Linked DNA regions of Oryctolagus cuniculus: region 1 is linked to region 2. The links are chromatin contacts, called in public Micro-C maps. All regions are on one chromosome and are shown on one strand. Each heading gives the region's core, a stretch centred on a gene start, on an enhancer-like site or on the middle of the called end of the contact. The rest is flanking DNA. Distances are from core to core; before and after follow the strand shown.

The links. Hi-C and Micro-C count contacts between places; a contact is called where the count stands out from the background.
Region 1: a contact with region 2 is called in a Micro-C map of ear pinna, with 4 times the contacts expected there. The contact joins the promoter of SH3RF1 here to the promoter of CBR4 in region 2. A contact is called at or near these places in 3 of 6 Hi-C or Micro-C datasets (ear pinna, psoas muscle and an unstated tissue).

The regions. Positions count from the first base shown.
Region 1 is chr2:51,901,894-51,905,466 of mOryCun1.1, forward strand. It overlaps SH3RF1 (SH3 domain containing ring finger 1), which reads right to left and starts at 1,486. Exons shown (of 12, transcript XM_017338128.3): 1 at 1,232-1,486. It overlaps LOC138848463 (a long non-coding RNA gene), which reads left to right and starts at 927. Exons shown (of 3, transcript XR_011386269.1): 1 at 927-1,101.
Region 2 is chr2:51,598,467-51,601,552 of mOryCun1.1, forward strand. It overlaps CBR4 (carbonyl reductase 4), which reads right to left and starts at 1,672. Exons shown (of 6, transcript XM_070068283.1): 1 at 1,224-1,672. The coding sequence starts at 1,365.

The DNA.
Region 1 (3,573 bases), core at 236-2,735, 300 kb after region 2:
TTCAACTCATAGAATAAGCTGAACAGAAGCAATCAAAAGTTTCCTCTGCCTGAAATCGCTTTTAAATCCGAGGAAGTTCCCAATTTTTAAGTCACTTTGGCATCTTAGAAACCATGCTTCATGTGATCTTTGTGGTAAATGACCCCAATATTAAATACATATGTTTCTTCGACGCTCTTAAAAATACAACTACTTAATCTTGCCCAACCAGAAAGAGCTGAAGGTTGACAATTCTAAGGACACAACTAGAGACTTGCTGGAAAGCAGCTAAAATGCACATAAAAGCACCCTTCAGAGCAGTGGTGGACGGATTTCTGAACGGCCTGTTCTAATCCCATTCAGAAAATCTGGCCAAACTGCCACCAAAAGAATTTGACAATGGAATGCTGGACTGAAAACTGTGAGCATAATAAGAAAATGGGGCCATTCAGGAAAAAGCATTTAAACCTGTTACTGTGCCGCTCTTTCCCCCAGCCACCAAAATAAATGTAAAACGTGAATACCCAGGAGAAAGGGGGTAAAAAGATTTGGATGGAAGCATTAACAGCTGTTCTTGACAAAGTGAGGCCGGGAGGGAGCTACAGGGCTGCGCCTCCCTCCCACGCCGCACGCACAGGTACTGCCCGAGCCCGCGGGGAGGCGCGGCGGCCGCCCGCCGCAGACACACCCCGGAGCCAGGTGTCGCCAGCGCCCGGGCAGGGGCGGACTTGGGCTGGGGCTGCGGCCCGGGCCGTCGCGGAACGGGGCTCTCCAAGAGTCAGCCCCACCTCCGCCTCCCTTCAGGTCAAGCCAGGGACAAAAATCCCACCCCACCCCACCCCCCACGACTGCTGGAAGTTTTCAAGGAGTTAAAAATAAATGCGCGGCCTTAAGTTGCGAAACTCAGCCCTACAAAGTACCACGGAGAAACAGATCTATAACCCCGCAGAGATGAGGCGAGAGTCCCCAGGGAGATGGAGCCATCCGGGAAGCAGGGGGTGCTGGGCTGCGCCCCGGGAGACCGCGGCACCGAGCCCAGGCTGCTTCCTGCCGGGAGACGGCAGCGAGGCCGCGGGTTCCGTGGCCGCAGGTCCGGACTCCTGGCCCACGGAGACCCCGAAGGTGAGGGGACAGAGCCTGACCAGTGCAGGGGAGCGAGAACGCCCAGACCACCGTCTCCTCCGCAGCGACCCGCAGAGAGGGTCCGCCGACGCCGCGTCCCCGCCAGCCCCGCGGCCGCCGCGCGCCCTACCTCGCGCCTCGGCTCCTCCTCTTTGTTCGCAGCCCCGCAGCGGCGGCGGCGGCCGATGCAGATGCGGCCCCGCCGCGCCCGCCGCTCGCAGTGTCTCTGACGCCGCGGTGGCACCGGGAGACTCCTCTCTGCTGCCCCCCTCACGCGCGCACACACCACGCCGCCGCCGCTGCCGCCTCCCACTTTCCCAGCCAGGGAGGAGGAGGAGGAGGAGGTAGTGGAGGAGGAGGCCGAGCCGCAGCCGGCGCCCCGGGCGCAAGGGGGCGGCCCCGCGCCACAGCGCCTCCCCCCGGAGCGGGCGCCGCACCTCTGGGAGGCGCCCGGCCGCCGCGCCTTCCTCCTGCCGCTGAGGTACCTGCGCGCCGGACCCCGCTGGCTCCAGGGCCGGGGTGGGGGGCAGTGGCCTTAGGCGACGCTGGGAGAGCCGGGAGTCGGGGAAGCGAGGACCCCAGGGGGCAGCGAGGAGGAAGGGTTTGGGACAGACGCCTTTTCCCTGAGGGAAAAATGGAGCTGAAAAAAATGGAGCTGCCGAGGGAGGGAAGGAGGCGGCGGGAGTGGCGGCTGAGTGAAGATGAAGGAGCCACGGGGCTTGGACTGGCTGCGTTATCCTCCTGCCCAGCGGCGCCGGGCGACCCGGGACAGTCCGTTCTCTGGGCGAGAGCGGCTGCGGCGTAGGAAAGGCTGGGTTCGGCGGGCGGGTGGGAGCCACCCCGGCAAGAACCGGTCCCATTTTCCCTTTGCGTCTGCCCGTCGGGCCCCCGGATACTTGCTTGGTGGAGCAAGGGCAAAATGTTACCCCTCAGTTCCCGGCGAGGCGAGGCGAGGCTCGTGGAGTCGGTGGGGGCAGCCCGAGGACAGCTGTCCAGCCGCCGGGCCCCAGTCTCGGGACGAGAGCCAGAGCCAGCCTGGAGGATCACTGGCCTGAACGGTCACAACCAGAGGGGAGAACACTCGTGCGGGTTTAAAACTCAGCCTTGGGAGGCTCTGCTATACCTGCCCTACAGGGGAGCATTCAAAGTGGCACCTCCGGCGAGCTGGCACCGTGGAGCTAGCTGAGGGACACCTCTTTCATCTGCGCCTGGGAGGCCTCCGTCGGCATGGTCGCTGTAACCTTTGTTTTCGTTGCTCCAGGCACACACCTGTAAACTCCGAAGAAGAGTTTGGAAAAACGTGTTGTCCACAGGAGTTAGGGTTTGTTTTTCAGACTCAGTTCAGAGAGAAAGCAAGTTAAAGGTGTCGTTGATCTCAAAGTTGTTATTTTATTTGCATTTTCTGTTAACCAACCAAAAAGTATGCCAAATATCCTTTCTCAAATGTGAGCATAAACTAGATGAGGACCAGGAGACGGAGGTATAGAGACAAATTGTGCAAGAAATCCCTGAGAGGCCATCAACCAGGCTGACAGTTTGAAGAGGAATCAGATTATCCTCTAGTCTCCTCCAGGGCCACAGCTAAACCATTCAAGACAAATGAGGGCCCTCTAAGTAAGAAAAAATTGTAACAACTCAAAAATTATCCTCACTAGGAGCCAGGCACTCTGCAAAACATTTTCCATGTATTAATTCAGTTCTCACAGCCATCTTCCATGTCATCCTTCTTCAGCTTTGTTCTAAGTAGATTAATATGCTGAGAGTCATACAGTGTGAACACCAAAAATAACAGCCCACTTCTCCCTCCATTGGAAATGAGTAAGTGTACATGAATTTGAGCTGAGAAAGACGAGGGGACTGAATCGGATGGAGAATTCATAATCCAATCATCTGTAAACAAGGCATTCTGAAAGTGATTGGTTAGGCCATACAGTTCTGCAGCTGAAACTGCAGGTGAAGAGGAGGCTAGCTGGAAAGTTAGTGAACAGATAAGGATTCAGGATTCCTGTATTCACTTTACAGTCATTAAGACTGAAGCTCAACTAGATTAACTTCCTTCCCCAGGCCATAAAATAAATAATGTTGAACCATGAGTCAGCCTTAACTCTTTGGATTCCTCGTCCAGTTTTCTTTCTGCCGAACTAAAGCCCTATCTTTTGCACATCACCACCATATCCCCTACCCCAGGCAAAATTGAGGACAGCATGCCTGTTCCCTAGAGAAAGAAGAAATTTAAGCATACATTACTCTGGAATGAAAGGGCAAATTTTGTTCTTATTTTGTTTTCTGTTTCTTTACTAGAGAGAACAGGACACGATTTCAGAGTTAGCTCTTGAAACTCTAGACAAGAAAACCAGGAGTCACACCATTTTCAAAGATCAGAAGACAATGTGTCCTGAGACTGCACTGATCAAAGTCACCAGCACACACATCCCATGCGTATTACAGTTCTTTGAACACCCCAGGTGCATG
Region 2 (3,086 bases), core at 422-2,921:
TCACAGCCACCCTTGAACGCTCAGCCAGATTATTAACCTTGTCCGCCGCACATGGATGTCCTGGGGTGACTAGTAAAAAGCTCTACTTTCTCTCTCTTGTCAGAATTGCAATGAACATGAGCTGCAAGAAGCATTCATTGAAATGGGCCATAAAATCAACAACGTTATTTTAAACCTAGGAGCCAGCAGCAGGGACTCTGGCACAGCCGCACCTTGCGTCAGTGGCATCCCACATGGGAGTGCCAATTTGAGCCCCAACCGCTCTGCGCATCTGCCTGAGATACAGCAGGTGAGGGGCCGAGGACCTGGACCCCCCCCCCCACCAACCTGGGGAGACCCGGATGCAGCTCTGGCTCCGGGCTTTCACCCGGCCCAGTTCCTGTTACAGGCACTTGGGGAGTGAACCCGCAGATAGGTTACTCTGCCTTTCAGATAAACAAATAAACCTTTTAAAAAATAAAACAGCCACCAAAATACATCCCGACCTCTATTCTCCCCAGTGTCTCCCTGCCAGTAAAAGCCGTTTGCTTCTGTCCATTACAGTACCTAAAGAAATAGCATCATCTTAGTATCTTTCTAATACCCAACGTCTCCCACTACCAAGACCGCAATTCGCCGAACCAGACTGATTCACTGTTAATAAGCAGAAAAAGGTTTAAGTTTGGATGCAATACAAGAATCCGGCCAAATTTCGATTGTCCCACTGACCCAAACAATGTTATCACTCATCAAAGTTTGCTTAGGGATGTAGGCAAGCCAGCCAGGCCTATCTCAAAACCGGCTGGGACTCAAAAGGGGTTTCTCTTTGAAACACAGCTTTGTAGGTTCGCACAAGAGCACAAACTGCCCTCAGCAGAAAGCAAGCGAGCAGTCCACACCTGGCCCGCCCACCTTTCCTGCTGGAACGGCGCCCGCCCAGCGCCCGGGAGCCAGTCCTACCAGACTCCTACCAGACGCCAAAACAAAGCCGCTTCTCACGGTTAACACGAGCCGCAGTGCTTAGTAGCGGGACTCTACAAAGACTGCAACGTCTCAAAGAAATACCCAAGTGCTCAGTCCTGGGCGGCCGGCAGCGGGCATTCTGAGAGGTACCGCGAGGCAGGCAGGGGCCGCCCAAGCCGCCCTCGGGCCAGGGGAGCACCTGCCGCACGCGGCTGACTCGCTACACCTGCGAGCGACCACCGCCAGACTCGCTCGCTTCAGGACTCCAGTCGGGTACCTACCGCCGAGCTCGGCGGCGGCGGCCTTAGCCGCTTCCAGATTTCTGGCGATGAGAGCCAGTCGGTAGCCCTTAGGGGCCATTAACTGGGCCACCGCCCTGCCAATGCCCCGCGAGCCCCCAAAAATCGCACAGACTTTGTTCATCTTGGACCCGGCAGTCGCAAACTCGGAGGAGAGAAGAGAGCTACAAGCCTGGCCCCTCTCAAGTTCCCTCGGGCTTTTAAACAACCGCGGCTCCAGAAAATTTAGAAAGGTCAAGTCGCTACAAGAAGACCCTTCTCCACGCCTACAGCCTGCCTGTCTCCAACGACCCAGGAAGCTGCGGACAAGCGCTTAACAACACGGCCAAAGCACGCTCACGTGGACACGCACTGACTCCCAGGCGTCAGCGCGCCGACGTCAGCACGCACGGACTCCCGGGGCTGTCCTGGAGGACGCGACCTGAGAGCCCGACCCACAAAGGACGATCCCGAAAGGCGGTGCCTCGCTGCATGCTGGGACTTGAAGTCTTGACGCGAGAAGCCCAGAAGCGCGTGCGCACTGCTGAGTGGGCCCGGTCCTAGCCTGTGTCTCTCCCCTGCGACTTAAAGGCGGGCGTTGGCCTTAGAGTTCCTGTGACCGGTCGTCTTTGTTGGTTGGGAATTAGCAGGATAGTCAGGACTCAACTTTCCCAGGCAAGCCGAGACCAATTGATCTGCGTAATTAGCACTTAAGTGCTGCACTGTGAGGCGTGGGCTACCTTTCACCCTGATTTTACCTTTGGCTGCAGACTTGAGGTTCTGCCTGTTGAAGGAGCGGTTCCCGAGTGTCAGACCCACACAACACCTCTCCTGCCGGTTCCTTCGCCACGTTGCTGCAGAGACGGGCCTCTTGTCTCCCGCATGCCCCTTAAAGGGTGTTGTGAAGACGAGTGCAGAAGCTCCAAGAATGTTAATTGAATGAATAGACTTTCAAGGACGATTTAGCAAGCTCAGGCTGCTGAGTGTAGACAAACGAAATGGGCCCCTGTCATCCCAAATAAGATGTGCTGAGTGCTGTAAAAATGGGTGACATGTGTTAGAATTATGACCCAGAAAGGAAGCATTGCTTATACAGAAACTTTGCGCTAACTGGGTCCCTACCACTAAAAAATATGTAACTAAGAAAACAGGACTGATACTCATGAAACCCTAGGGAGCATCCTCAAAATCATATTTAATAAAGAGCAAAATTATATTAACACAAGAACTCAAAGAAACAATAGGTCAATAAAGAATGAAAGTGCTTGGAAAAGTTGGGCTTGAGGGTTACGTGAGGTTTAGGGGAAAAAGGGAATGGCAGACTATAAGAAATTGGGCATTATGTTTCAATTTTTTTATTCCACCTAGATTTGAAGATATAAACCACTTGCAAAATGCAAGCCTAAATGATTTTAAAAGGCAAAGAGGAAGGGCCCGCACTGTGGCGTAGTAGTTAAAGCCGCCGCCTGCAGTGCCGGCATCCTATATGTTCGCCAGTTTGTGTCCCAGTTGCTCCACTTTCTATCCAACTCTCTGCTGTGGCCTGGGAAAGCAGTGGAAGATGGCCCAAATCCTTGGGCCCCTGCACTCACCTGGGAGACCCAAAAAAAGCTCCTGGCTCCTGGCTTCAGATTGGCGCAGCTCTGGCCTGCAGCCAACTGGGGAGTGAACCAGCGGATGGAAGACCTCTCTCTGCCTCTCCTTCTCTATCTGTATAACTATGACTTTTTTTTTTTTTAATTTTTATTTTTGATAGGCAGAGTGGACAGTGAGAGAGAGAGAGACAGAGAGAGAAAGGTCTTCCTTTTTTGCCGTTGGTTCACCCTCCAATGGCCGCCGCTGCAGCCGGCGCACCGCGCTGATCCG